Regions from separate parts of the Mus musculus genome. Here region 1 is linked to region 2. Evidence: chromatin contacts called from public HiChIP or PLAC-seq data. All regions are on one chromosome and are shown on one strand. The core of a region is the stretch at or near the end of the contact, and the rest is flanking DNA. Distances in the headings are between cores, read along the strand shown.

Evidence for each region. HiChIP or PLAC-seq counts read pairs in DNA pulled down with a chosen protein or histone mark.
Region 1: a contact with region 2 is called in an H3K4me3 HiChIP or PLAC-seq map of bone marrow-derived macrophages, with 2.6 times the contacts expected there. The contact joins the promoter of Pex6 here to the enhancer-like site in region 2. A contact is called at or near these places in 9 of 39 promoter capture datasets (the 3T3-L1 cell line, the HPC-7 cell line, HPC-7-derived erythroid cells and 5 more), 1 of 15 datasets of contacts at CTCF or cohesin (large pre-B cells), 11 of 484 Hi-C or Micro-C datasets (the HPC-7 cell line, LSK cells, cranial neural crest and 6 more), 8 of 115 datasets of contacts at active chromatin or transcription factors (the HPC-7 cell line, bone marrow-derived macrophages, embryonic stem cells and 1 more) and 5 of 9 other capture datasets (adipose tissue, embryonic stem cells, liver and 2 more).

Annotation. Positions count from the first base shown.
Region 1 is chr17:46,708,289-46,715,263 of GRCm38.p6, reverse strand. Pex6 (peroxisomal biogenesis factor 6) reads right to left here and starts at 3,788. Exons shown (of 17, transcript NM_145488.2): 1 at 2,880-3,788; 2 at 1,193-1,356; 3 at 720-803. The coding sequence starts at 3,764. Gm52314 (a long non-coding RNA gene) reads right to left here. Exons shown (of 2, transcript XR_003952400.1): 2 at 5,910-6,975.
Region 2 is chr17:46,572,707-46,578,960 of GRCm38.p6, reverse strand. Ptk7 (PTK7 protein tyrosine kinase 7) reads left to right here. Exons shown (of 20, transcript NM_175168.4): 11 at 2,051-2,200; 12 at 2,319-2,469; 13 at 2,570-2,697; 14 at 4,486-4,689; 15 at 5,386-5,541; 16 at 6,207-6,254. Among named protein-coding and RNA genes, the nearest start is that of Srf, 20 kb to the right of the region's middle. Within about 2 kb of position 4,015, at least 11 of the 459 cell types and tissues checked have an H3K27ac peak or open chromatin away from gene starts, as enhancers often do. A contact at or near this core is called in bone marrow-derived macrophages and trophoblast stem cells, where this site is marked.

The DNA of each region.
Region 1 (6,975 bases), core at 2,539-5,038, 140 kb before region 2:
TAGAGGGTTCCCTTTTCCTTAATAAATCTTTTGTTGGGGAAGAGGTTTCAAGACAGGGTTTCTCTCTGGAGTCCTGGCTGCCCAGGAACTTGTTCTGTAGACCAGGCTGGCCTCGAACTCACAAAGATCCATCTGCCTCTGCCTCCCGAGTGCTGGGACTAAAGGCGTGCTCCACCACGCCCTGCTGCCAAAGTAGTCTTAAGTTTGCCTCCCAAGTTTGGGTTGGCCTTGAACTCACCATGAAGCCAAAGCTGTCTTTGAACTCACGATCTTCCTATCTCTGGCACCCAAGTGTTACAATTACAGTTTCCACCGCCATGCCCAGCTTGTGTGTTGGGGATTGAACCACCAGGGCCTCCTGTCAAGCAAGCCAAGCACTCCACACTTAGCTGTCATCTCCAGCTCCATTGAAATGTTGCTTACTCAATGTTATGTGTGTGTGTGTGTGTGTGTGCGTATGATAGGAGTCAAAGACAGTCGCCCACCCCCATCCTCCACACTAGGCAATACTCCACCACGACCCATAACCCAGTCACAGGCAGTGACTCTTAACCTGTCTTTGATTATGATCATTTGGGAATCAGAAAGTCTCTAGCAATAATGAAATATCCTTTGGCACAGGATTATTATATACAGCTTGTGGAGGGAAGACTACGGGACTGCACTCAGGTGAGGAGGCGGCGGTGGCATGGCACTCTGGTGAGGAGGTGGCGGCATACCTGGGCAGTCTCTCCAGGCTTCCTTCCAGGATCTCAACTTGCCCAGCTGTTGACACACACAACACATCCCCTTCCTGGACCACCCTGCAACACACACAACTCAGTCAGCTCAGTGTGTGCTCCTGACACATCTGGGCCTCCTTCCAGTAAGAAGGCCCACAGCCCACAGCTTCCCAGACAACGTTCTAGGGGACAATTTAGACTTAGACCACACTGGGCCAAGAGTGAGACCAGAGACCAGACCTGGAGAGGACCCCTGGCTCTCCTGTTGTTCTCTTTGACCAAACGGTCCTTTTTTTTTTTTTTTTTTCCTTAGAATGTCCCAATTCACCTCAGGCTTACTCCAAGGTTCCCTGCCACAGTGGTGCCTATAATGAGACTTCTCTTAAGCCAGTAGCTCTTGGGTGTCTGGATCTGAGACATGGGATGGGAGGAGAGGGTCAAGGTGAGGTGTTTTCTTCCGTTCGGCTGACCTGGGTGTCTGAAAGTGCCGGTACAGGACATGGTCATAATTTCCATTAGCACTGTAGTGAGGCGAGGACAGAATCTCAATGTGTAACTCTCGAGCAAACGGAGGCCCGGGCAGTGGTGAACAGCTTCCTTTGTTCTCTGGGGCGATGGAGCCTTCCAAATACCTCTAATGGAGAAAACAGTTGCCAGCTTACAACCTCCAAGCAGTCAGGTTTTACACTCGTAGCAGCCAGTACCCACATCCACCTTTTGTCTTTCCCTTAGCAAGGCTGGTGACCCAGGACGGCCAAACTGCAGAGCTCTGCTACCCTTAGGAAACCAAAAGCCCTCCTAATGTGAACCAACTCTTGACTCTGGTTCCAGAGCCGCCTGTAAAGACGGCTTTCTGGCTTTGATCCTTGTCATCCCACAGCCAGTGAGGTACTAAGAAATGTACTTCTCTGATTTCTGTTTTCCTACTGAGACAGTTTCATGTAGCCCAGATTGGCAGCTATGTTGATGGGAATACTCGAGTCCCAAATCCTCCTGTCTCCCCCACCCAAGTGTTGGGATTACAGGCATGTAGCACCACACCCTGCCTCTACAGGTTCTCTGAAGGACAGCAGGTAGCTACTGAGTTGACACCAAGTGGTCTCTGGTGAAGACATGGCTCTGGCTGTGGGAAAAGGCTATATAGTTTTGTTGTCTCAGTCCAGAGCTCAGGCTGACCTTCAACCCACTGATTTTCGTGCATCAGCTTCTCAAAAACTACAGACAGGAGCCACCACAGCCAGCTTCAGATATGTCCTGACACCACTAACGGGCTGGTCAGCTGACTGTCCTCCACTGTACTTCTGTTAGAAGGAGACCACTCTCATCTGGACATCTTAGTGGACAGGGTTGGTCTGTCTGCTCTGGGTGCTGGGCCACACACTAGGTCCATCTCAGTGTTAACTAGTCACTCAACTAACTCTGATGGACTGTCTTTGTTTCTACCTATGGCCATTGGGCACCCGAGAGAGGTTAAATCAACTTCAGATCTGGTGTTAACTAGTTAATTTTACGTGGCTACTGGCTTCCTTTCAAGCCAGCACCAGCCTAAATCATATACTTCTATGCTTAGAAACTAAACTGTAGACCCCGCCTCTCCCAAGCACAATTGTATTTTTAAAAGGCAGAAATCAAACACTTCAAGAACTTCTCTTAAATGTATTTAATAAGACATATCAAGTTATGTACAATATATGACTGAGGCCTAGACAGTGTGTGTGTAATCATATAAATAAGATATATACCCTAACAAGGCTCAAAAGGCTACAAGAGGAAGAAATGATGTTAAGGTTGTGGTTATAAAATCATGAAAGGATTTATGCGAGTGTCACGTTTAGGTCGGAAATGACAGTTGCTTTATCAGATAAAGTTAGAACAAGAAGTCAGTCAAGGAAAAAGCAAGAGGTACCAGGATAGCATTCTAACGTAGCAACGCAGTTACAGACTAGGGGTACGCAGAGCTGGTACTTGGCAGGGAACCTCATGTTTCACCTGAACACGTGAAAGACAGTTTGATAAGAGAAAATGAGTATACAAGACTAAGAGACCTTAAGTGAAAGGTCTAATTGTAAGGCACAGGGGACCTGAATTCTACAGATTTAGCCTTCCAACTCAGTAAAGACAGGGAAGAGAGCAAAAGTTAAAGGAAGCATTCCTGACCTGAATTCTGAGCTCTCCCACTTCCAGGGGGTCACAGCCGAGATTAAAAGCCAGAGTGGCGGGCAGAAACACCAGTCCGTCAGCGAGTGGCTCTCCCGGCTGCTGCCCGGAGTTGGGTCCCAGTCTCTCAGACAGCTCCCAGCGCGGTTCTAGAACCTGGACTTGAGCCAAGCGCGGCTGCGAGGAGTTGGGTAACTCTGCGACCTGGGCCACCCAGACCCATTCGCCCTGGAAGAGTCCGAGACTCCGGAGACAGCTCCGGCTCACACCCAGCGCATCTCCAGTCCCTCCCAGAACCCCTCGGAGTCGCCGGACCGAGTGGGAAGCTGCAAAGGACGACACTACGGGCGGGGGCGGGGGATGGCTGTGATCCCGACTCTCCTGGCCCAGTTTGGCCCGCCCGCGGAGCTCAGTCACGGCCAGCCGTGTCCCCGGGCCCAGCAACCCCTGCAGGGCCGGTCGCGTCTCCAACACTCGCGATCCGGGCACGGGGAGGGTCTCCCCGCGGCGCACCAACAGCGGCCCGACTCGAGGCCCTAGCCCGGGTCCCGGAGCCGTGGCAAGCAACGCCCAGCCCAGGGCCGGGGGACGCCGCACAAGCCGCGCTCGTACTCGCGCCCCGGGCCCCAGCGCTAGGACCCGCAGCAGCGCGCGGCTCACCAGCAGCGGCGGAGGCCCCGGCCCGCGCTGCTCGCCCTGGGCGCCGGACCCTTCCACGGCCGCCACGAGCAGCGCGGGCTTCGCGGGACTCTCGCTCGCCGGCCGCAGTGCCAGCACCAGCCCCAGCCCCGTCGCTGGCCACGGGCCCCCGGGAGGCAACAGCACCGCCAACGGTGGTGTCTCCGTCGGGAAGGGGTCCAGGACGCGCAGGACAGCCAACGCCATGGCGAAGGAGAAGGAAACCACTCCACTTCCGGAAATAGGGGGCGGAAAAAGTCCGGGGCAAGAGAGGCGTTTCCGCTTCCGGTAGGAAAGTGGGCGGGGTGCCGATGGCCAAGTCGGCCCCTGAGAAGATGCACAGGGGTGGGGGGGAGCCTGGCTTGACGACCGCCTCCGTTGTTGTCGACGCACGCGCCCTTTGAAACTCAGTGGAGGAGCATTTTTACAATTCTGTAGGGCAAGTAGCGTCCTCTCGACCTTCATGCCCCATAACTTGAACTCAGTATTTAACTGACCAAGAGTAATCGGTGTGGGCCAGGCGGTGGTGGCGCACGCCTTTAATCCCAGCACTTGGGAGGCAGAGGCAGGTGGATTTCTGAGTTTAAGGCCAGCCTGTCTACAGAGTGAGTTCCAGGACAGCCAGTACTACACAGAGAAACCCTGTCTCGAAAAACAAAACAAAACAAACAAACAAAAAAGAATAATTGGTGTGAAAAGAAGGATGGGGTTTGGGGAGATGGCTTAGTGGTTAAGAGCACCGACTGCTCTTCCAAAGGTTCTGAGTTCAAATCCTAGGAACCACATAGCGGCTCACAACCATCCGTAATGAGATCTGATGCCCTCTTCTGGGGTGTCTGAAGACAGCTACAGTGTACGGACTTACATAAAATAAATAAATCTTTAAAAACAAAGAAAAGTGGAAAAAGTCCATTTTCCTGAGGATGTCTTAGTTTGTCCTGCTCAGCTGTAGGCACAGCGTCTTGAGGGTTACCGGGAACGTTGTAAGGGGGATGGTGGGATAAAACTGCCCCAGCCATGCTTATGCCAATCTATTTATGCAGCGGCTGCTGGCTGAATTAATGCATGGGATTCATGTAGCCCTGTTGCTTGGTGTTGCCACACTTCTCCCAACACACCCTCCTTAAAGCTCATGTTCCAGTGCCTTGGGTCCTTCACGTTCTCTGTCCTACTCCGATCTAACTTGAAGCTTGAACAGTTTACCTAATTCTAGGAGAGCTATAGGAGAGAAGGCGACAGAGAAGGAAAGGGTTGAAGGCTTCTGTGATGGGAACTGAGCCAATAGCCTTAGTTACTTAGATTTCGTCTTTGTCTTTACTCTTTCTTTTTTATGATTTATTTATTTAAAATTTGTACGTGCACTGCTGTTTTGTCTGTACGTATGTCTATGTGAGGGTGTCAGATCCCCTGGAACTGGAGTTATAGACACTTGTGAGTGACAGGTGGGTACTGGGAATAAAACCTGGGCCTGCTGGTAGAGCAGTTAGTGCTCTTAACAGCTGAGCCATCTCTCCAACTGCCCCCCTCCAGAAGTCTCCTTTGTAATTAACAGATACAGGTTTTTGTGAAATACATTTAATCAATATATTGGATTGTGGCTATTCCCCTTTTCTGGACCTTGTATTTTTTTTCCAGTTACTGTCAGACTGTCTCCTTTACAGTCGAACCTTTTGAGATAGTCTTCTATTTTGTATAGTATACATTCTGGAACAATTTGGACATCAGATATCAGAAAGTTTGAGTATTGACTACATGTATTAAGGTATCTTTATCCCCAGAAGATGAGAAAATATTTAGATTTCTGATTTTAGCTCCTGGAAATACCTTAGGTCATGAACCTGAAATTGGCCTGGAGATGTAGTTCAGTTGGTAGGGTGCTTGTCTGGCATGCTGTTGCCCTGAGTTTGATCTCAAGCACTTTATAAAGCCAAGTGTGGTTGGTTTGATAGACTCCTGTCTTCCTAGCAACAAGGTAGGTAGAGGCAACAGCTACGTGGTAAATTTGGAGCCAGCCTAGGATACATGAGAACTTGTCTCAATGGAATTGTCCAATCTTTTTGTTGTATTTCGTCTTTTTGTACATGCGTGTGTTCGTGTGTATTTGTGTAATTGCACATACGTGATAAAACTTTTCCTGGGGAGATTCAACACAAGTTTTCCCACCCCAGATAGGGATCCCAGGGCAGACCAAAACATAAATACCAGCCTGGTCTACAGAATGAGTTCCAGGACAGCCAGGGCTACACAGAGAAACCCAGTCTCAAAAAACCAAAAAATAATCAACCAAACCAAAAAAAAAAACAAAAAACAAAAAACAAAACCAAAAAAACATAAAGACCAACTAAGTCCAACTTGATGAACCAATGCACTTTATTGGAGTTAATTATAGAAATGTGGGTGAGGGGTCACTCACAGGAGCAGAAATGACTCAAAGCTGCATTAGCAAAGCCCACCCCAGTGTGGGTGACAGCTCACAAAGCTTGGAACCTGGAGCACACTGCACATCTGCAGGCAGCTCAACAGTTGAACAGTGTCCTTTCCAGGTGCCTCCTCTGGTCTATAACCCTCTACTAGGCATCTGCTCTGGTCTGGGAGTCTTCTTGGCAGCTTGGCTCCACTTCTCAGCTCTTACTGCTTACTCTGATAGGAAGGGGCCTAGTGAATCTAGTCAGTTTCAGGGACTTCCTGAAGCTATTGTGAGTGCTTTCCTTTCTGCTTAATGAACTTCCTGCAAGATGGAATGTTTTAACCTGAGAGGAAACCATTAGAAAATACAGGTTTCTCCAGGCATGGTGGCACAAGCCTTTTATCCCAGTACTCAAAAGGCAGCAGATCTCTGCGAGTTCAAAGCCAATCTGATCTACAAATTGAGTCCACTACAGCCAGGGCTTGTTACACAGAGAAACTCTTGTCTCAAAAAAACAAACCAAAACCCCAAAGGGTTCCTTTGAAATTGCTCTCCACATTATCTTTTTGAGGTAAGGCTTCTCACTATTGTTGGCATCAGGACCTCGGGAAAACCTGTGACATCACATAGGGGACCTACAGACCTGTTGCTAAGACAACGGCCACCATATTCCCAGAATCCATTTGGCTCACCTCCCACCTTTACCTATGTTATGTCATTATCCATATATATAAGCAGAATGCCCCTCCCTCCCTCTCTTCCTCCCCTCCTTGCCCCTCTCTCCCAATAAACCTTTTTTTAAAAAAGATTTATTTATTTATTATATGTAAATACACTGTAGCTGTCTTCAAACACTCCAGAAGAGAGCGCCAGATCTCATTACAGATGGTTGTGAACCACTATGTGGTTGCTGGGATTTGAACTCAGGACCTTTGGAGGAGTAGTCAGTGCTCTTAACTACTTAGTCATTTCTCCAGCCCCCAATAATCCTTTTACACTTGGAACTCTTTT
Region 2 (6,254 bases), core at 2,766-5,265:
ATGACTGATTAATGTAGTCCAGTAGAGAAGGGAAAGCTATATCCCCAGAGGGGTCAAGAGGACAGTGCTGGCAGCATAGACTGTGACTGGCAGGCAGGTGGGTGGGTTGTCAAGGCAGTGGTGTCGAGACCCCTTGTGGCCAGCATTAAAGTAGCATGGAGTCTGATAAGCATTGTGTGGGGGTGTACAAATCACTGCACCATCTGCCATCTTTATGTCTGTCTCCTTCTGTGACTCTCTTACTCTTGCATAGTAATTTTATTATATATACAACTTTTACGTATTACTCTTCCTGAGCAAAGACGTACTTATTTTGTTTATTTGAGTTAGTAGAGTCGTCGGGGTTGAACCTGTGACCCTCAGTCTGCCAGGCAAGCTGCTTATACAGAGCCATTTTTAAAACACTTTTTTTTTTAAGTTTTTAATTATTTAATGAATTAGTTTAGTTTGTTAATTGTCATAGATAAGGTTTTACTATATAGTTTTAGCAGTCCTGGAACTCACTGTCCAGCCCGGTCTAACCTTGAACGTTCATTCTGCCTCGGCTTTCCAAGTCCTGTGATTATAGGTGTGCATCCGCACCCATGCACCTGACCTTTTTGGCTTTTTCGTCTTTGGAGACGGTCTCATTATGCAGAGCAGACTGCCCTCCAACTCCAGGGACCCACCTGCCTCTGCTTCCCCAGGTGCTGGGATTTAAGACATGGATCACCAAGCTCAGAGTATATGTGGGTTTTTATTGTTTTATTTTTTTATCCTTATGTGTACGGGTGTTTTGCTCGAAGGTGTGTCTGGGCATGGTGGGAGTGTAGTGCCTGCAGAGGCCAGTGAAGGCATCAGATCCAGGGGACTGGGGATACGGAAGCTAGAGAAGGTTGTGAGACGCCATGCAGTGCTGTGGATGCTAAGGGTCCAACCTGAGACCTGGAAGGACAGCCTTTGCCTGTAACTGCTCTGCCATCTCTCCAGCTCCCTTCCCCCACCTTTTGTCTTTTTGAAGCAAGATCTCACTGTTTAGCCCTGGCTGAGAGGTGGAGCGAGCGAGCTGTCCTTGTAGACCAGGCTGTTCTCAAACATAGATCTGGCTGCCTCCGTCTCCTGAGTTTCTAGGATTGAAGTGTGCTACCATACTCAGCGCTTAACATGATTTGTAATTTAACATTATTAAGCATTTCTCCTTTGTCTTTATTGTACATAATATCAGTCTCAACTATAGTAATAACAATCTCAGAATTGAATTCATTCTCATTTACTTGAGTATTCTCTGAGTGTTAGAGACTTGGATTTTTGCCCCTCCTTATTGCTCTATGGATTCCAGTCCCAGCGGTAATGGGCTTTATTTTTCTGGATTGATTTCCTTTGGCAAAGAATCCCAGAAGTGGATGTGTGTGTGTAATATTTTATGTTATATATATAATATTTACATACAATATGTAACATATTAATACATACTATATAATTACAAGTATATAATATATCATATTGTTTATTTAAATAACTACGTAATATGTAAGTAATATAAAATAAATATATAAACAATATAAAGTAGATGTATATCGATAAAATGGCATGAACATTTTTATAACCATGTATATGAGCCGCCAAATTGTTCTTACAAGGCTGGACCGGTTTCACATTTGCACCAGCCACGGGAGTGAGGGGGGTGGGGTTGTGGCATCGGTAGAGGGCTCCTTCGATCAGATCTCGAATCTTTCTGGAAGAAGTGGGGTCCTGGTGGATCTAGGCTCAGGAGGGAGGAGTAAGGAGCCGTGAGGTGAGGACGAGGCCGACAGCGGCCTGGTCAGATGTCTCGTTTAGCACAAGTGAAATGTTCTGGAGCTGTAAAAGAGGGAAGCCTGAAAAAGTGGAGAAGAAGTAAATAACAGGGGGCTTTGGACCACGCCTGTGAGTAACAGGGGGCTTTGGACCGCGCCTGTGAGTAGGAGGGTCCAGGGCTTGTTTGGGGTAGAGACGAGTAACCCGAAGGCCTTCTCAGCCATTCCCGTCATTCTAGCCCGTGACACGATTGTGATTTCTTCTATCTCTGCAGATGGAAGTAGCCTCCCTGAATGGGTGACAGACAATGCTGGAACCCTACACTTTGCCCGAGTGACCCGAGATGATGCTGGCAACTACACTTGCATTGCATCCAACGAGCCACAGGGCCAGATCCGCGCTCATGTCCAGCTGACGGTGGCAGGTGCGACTGCGGCAGATCCCCGGGAGCTGGCGTTGACAGGGCCTGGGGGTAACAACCTACCTTCCGACAGCTCCGTTGCTCACTACTTCCCAATCCTCCCTGGTCTCTTCCTGTGCAGTTTTCATCACCTTCAAAGTGGAACCTGAGCGTACAACTGTGTACCAGGGCCACACAGCGCTGCTGCGGTGTGAGGCTCAGGGCGACCCCAAGCCTCTCATTCAGTGGAAAGGCAAAGACCGGATCCTGGACCCTACCAAGCTGGGACCCAGGTAGGGCTTGCCTCCCTTCCACACAGACTTCACCTTTCCTCGGATGCTAGCTCCTTGGGGGCTGGCCAAGTGACCATCACTGTGGCTTCTCTCACGACAGGATGCACATCTTCCAGAACGGTTCCCTGGTGATCCATGACGTGGCCCCTGAGGACTCAGGCTCCTACACCTGCATCGCTGGCAACAGCTGTAACATCAGGCACACAGAGGCCCCGCTCTTAGTCGTGGGTATGGGCCTGGGAAGGGCGCCCTCTAGGGGAGAGGGTAGAATCCTTTCTCATCTCACAGGTACTGACATCCTGAACAGAGAAGACATTTCAACGGGACTGCTTGCTGGACTGTCATTCACCTGGCATTCCACAGCCGAGCTGTGTGTATTTGGGCCGCTTAAGGACGTTCAGCTCTCTCTAATGCCTCGCTCTCTTGTTTACTTATACAGAGACCAGGTTTTAGGCTCACAGTCTCAGAACCTTCAGCCTTGTTGCTCAGGCCTCGTTGCTCTGGGTCTGTGGCACCATAGTATGTGGTGGCAGAGAGCATGTGTGTCAGAAGACATCTTGTTTCTCATGTGTTGAGTGGGAAGCAAAAAGAGAGGAATGGCTATGCCTCAGTTTCCCCTTGAAGGGCAGCTCCCCATGCCCTAGCTCTCTTCCACTTAGTCCCATCTTCTGAAGGTCTCACTGCTTCCCAGTTGCAGCATAGGCTGGGGACTAAGCCTTCAACACGTGGACCTTTGGGAGGGAAGCCCACAAGATCCAAGTTTAAGGATGGATGGCGTAGAGGTTGAGAGCACTTCCTGTTCTTTCAGAGGACCCAAGTTCTGTTTGTAGCATCAGGTGGCTCACAACTGCCTGTGCCTCCAGCTCTAGGTGACCCAAGGTCTCTAGCCTCTGATAGCACTTGAGCACTCAAAGGTATATACATACATATAGACACACAAATACACACAGGCACAAACCCACCACATAGACACACAAACACACACAGGCACAAACCCACACATAGATACACAAACACACACAGGCACAAACCCACACACATACACATAAATAAAAGTAATTATTTTGTTGTTTTTTTGGGGGGTTTGTTTTTGTTTTTGTTTTTTTTTTTTTGAGACAGGGTTTTTCTATGTAGCCCTGGCTGTCCTGGAACTCACTCTGTAGACCAGGCTGGCCTTGAACTCAGAAATCCGCCTGCCTCTGCCTCCCAAGTGCTGGATAAAAGTAATTTAAAAAAATAAAAGGGTTGAAATTTATAAGCCAGGCATGGTAATTCATTCTTGTAATGCTGGATCTTGGATTCTGAGACAGGAGGATTATCATGAGATCAAGCCCTGAGACCGAGATAGGATTGTCATGACTTCAAGGCTAGTCAGGGTTAGATAGTGAATTCCAAGATAGCCTGGGCTACGGAGTGAGACATTATCTCAAACAAAAGAAAAGAATCAAAAGCTTGGAACTATTGCAAGTGGAGAGGAGACCGGGTCAGAATGCAGGAGGCCCAGAGATGATGACAGGTTTAACAGCCATAGGCCACACCTGCCCTAGTGATCTCTGTCCCTTTGAGAAGTTGTCACTGTGGCTACAGAAGAGAGAGGTTAAAGGGGAAGAAAGTTCACAAACTTTCCCACAAACATCTCCATTCTGCAGAATTGGTTTCCTAGTAACATATCTCATAGAAAATGGAGTGTGGGACCTCTTGCTTGAAGCCATTGACGCTCACCGAGTGACTCATGGGACCTCTGTCTTCTGAGTCATTGGAAGCCCGTAGACTAGCAATGCAGGAACTCACTCTGAGCTGAGTCTTAGCTGGGATGTTAAGCCAGAAGCTTCCCCGTATCCTCTCCAGGGTTAGTTCACAGGACCGAGTCAGCCAGAGAAGGAAGGGATACGCCCTGGGTCTTCATGCCACGTGGGGGCCTTCAAGGGTCTAGAAGTTGTCATATATCTGGGCTAGAGACTTGAGGGCTAGTTTGCTTGAGTCGCCCCTGTCCTGACCTCTCCGTGTGTCTCTTAGACAAGCCAGTGATGGAAGACTCGGAGGGCCCAGGCAGCCCTCCCCCATACAAGATGATCCAGACCATCGGGCTGTCGGTGGGCGCAGCGGTAGCCTACATCATCGCGGTCCTGGGCCTCATGTTCTACTGCAAGAAGCGGTGTAAAGCCAAGCGGCTGCAGAAACAGCCTGAGGGGGAGGAGCCAGAGATGGAGTGCCTCAATGGTGGGTCCCCCTGTAGCGGGAGGTGGACCGGTCTGGGTACAGAGCACCCTCCCGTGCCAGCTGTGGATTTGAGGGCTGGAGCTGAGGCTACCTCTCCTCTGGCTGCAAACCTAGAGTTGCTCCATTCTCAGGGCCTTGGCTTCTCAACGGCTTGGCTCGGGACTCCCTCATCAGTCAAGCCTCTTGGGTCAGCCTTCCCTCCCACCGGGAAAGCACAGATAAATTTGGCATGCGTCTACATGTGTCTATTACACGTCTTTTCAGTTGTCAGCCTCCAGGGACAATATCTGTCCATCTTTTCCCTCATCCCTCTCATCACTAGGTGCTCTCTGAGGGCATTGCTGGGTCTCCACTCAGTTTAGGCGGTCGGGAACAGTGTGTGGTGATTTCCCCTTTGTATGCAAGGGGTCCAGCGATTTGATTAGAGTCCCACACCAAGCTCATTTCATGCCTCCTAATCGTCTGCACCGATAAATGGTCACACTCAGGGTCTGCAGCCAGCCCCTAAGCCCCACCAGGTTATCTGTGGGGATAGCTGTTTTATGTGTGATTGGACTCAAGTTGGCAGGAAGCAAGGTGATAGTGGTGGTGTGAGGGACAGACAGACAATATAACACACCACAGGACGTGGGGACTGAGCTCTTTACAGTGTGCAGGTTATCGGTCTTAGGTTATCCCCTGACCCCTTGTTCCCAGGTGGGCCTTTGCAGAATGGTCAGCCATCAGCCGAGATCCAGGAAGAAGTGGCGTTGACCAGCTTGGGCTCTGGCCCCCCAGCCACCAACAAGCGCCACAGCGCCGGTGATAGGATGCATTTCCCGAGAGCCAGCCTGCAGCCTATCACCACTCTGGGTATGCCGCCTTGCCTACAGCTGCCCCAACTTTGCTGCAGGACACTGGTTTTTAAGTCTGGGTAATGGGCTGAGGTGGTTCCGATTTAGTAAATACTAAATTTACTTACTTACGTATATGAATGAGTACTCTGTCTGCATGCTTGTCTGTACACCAGAAGAGGGCATCAGATTCCATTATAGATGGCTATGAATCACCAAGTGGTGGCTGGGAATTGAACTCAGAACCTCTGGAAGAGCGGCCAACGCTCTTAACCTCTGAACCAGCGTTCTAACCCCCAAGTATTGTTTACTTGGTACTCCTGAAAATGATTCTTTTTAAAAACAAACAAACAAACAAACAAACCTAAATTCGCTTTTTTTCCTAGGGGAAAAAAATTGAGAAATTATAGATTTGTTCTGAGGGTGTTTTTGTTTTTAAGTATAGCAAAACTTGGGGGTGGGTGGGTATGGGGGACTTTTGGTATAGCATTGGAAATGTAAATGAGCTAAATACCTAATAAAAAATGGAAAAAAAAAAGTATAGCAAAACTTTTGGGGTGGAGCAATGAGTCACCTGCCTAATGGCTTGGGCACAGTGAGGGCTTGTGCTCTAAGAAAGGCCACGGTGGCTGCATCTCTCTCACTCAGTGGCTTCTTTTGCCAACGCGGTTCTATACCCACCAGGGAAAAGCGAGTTCGGGGAGGTGTTCCTGGCAAAGGCGCAGGGCGTAG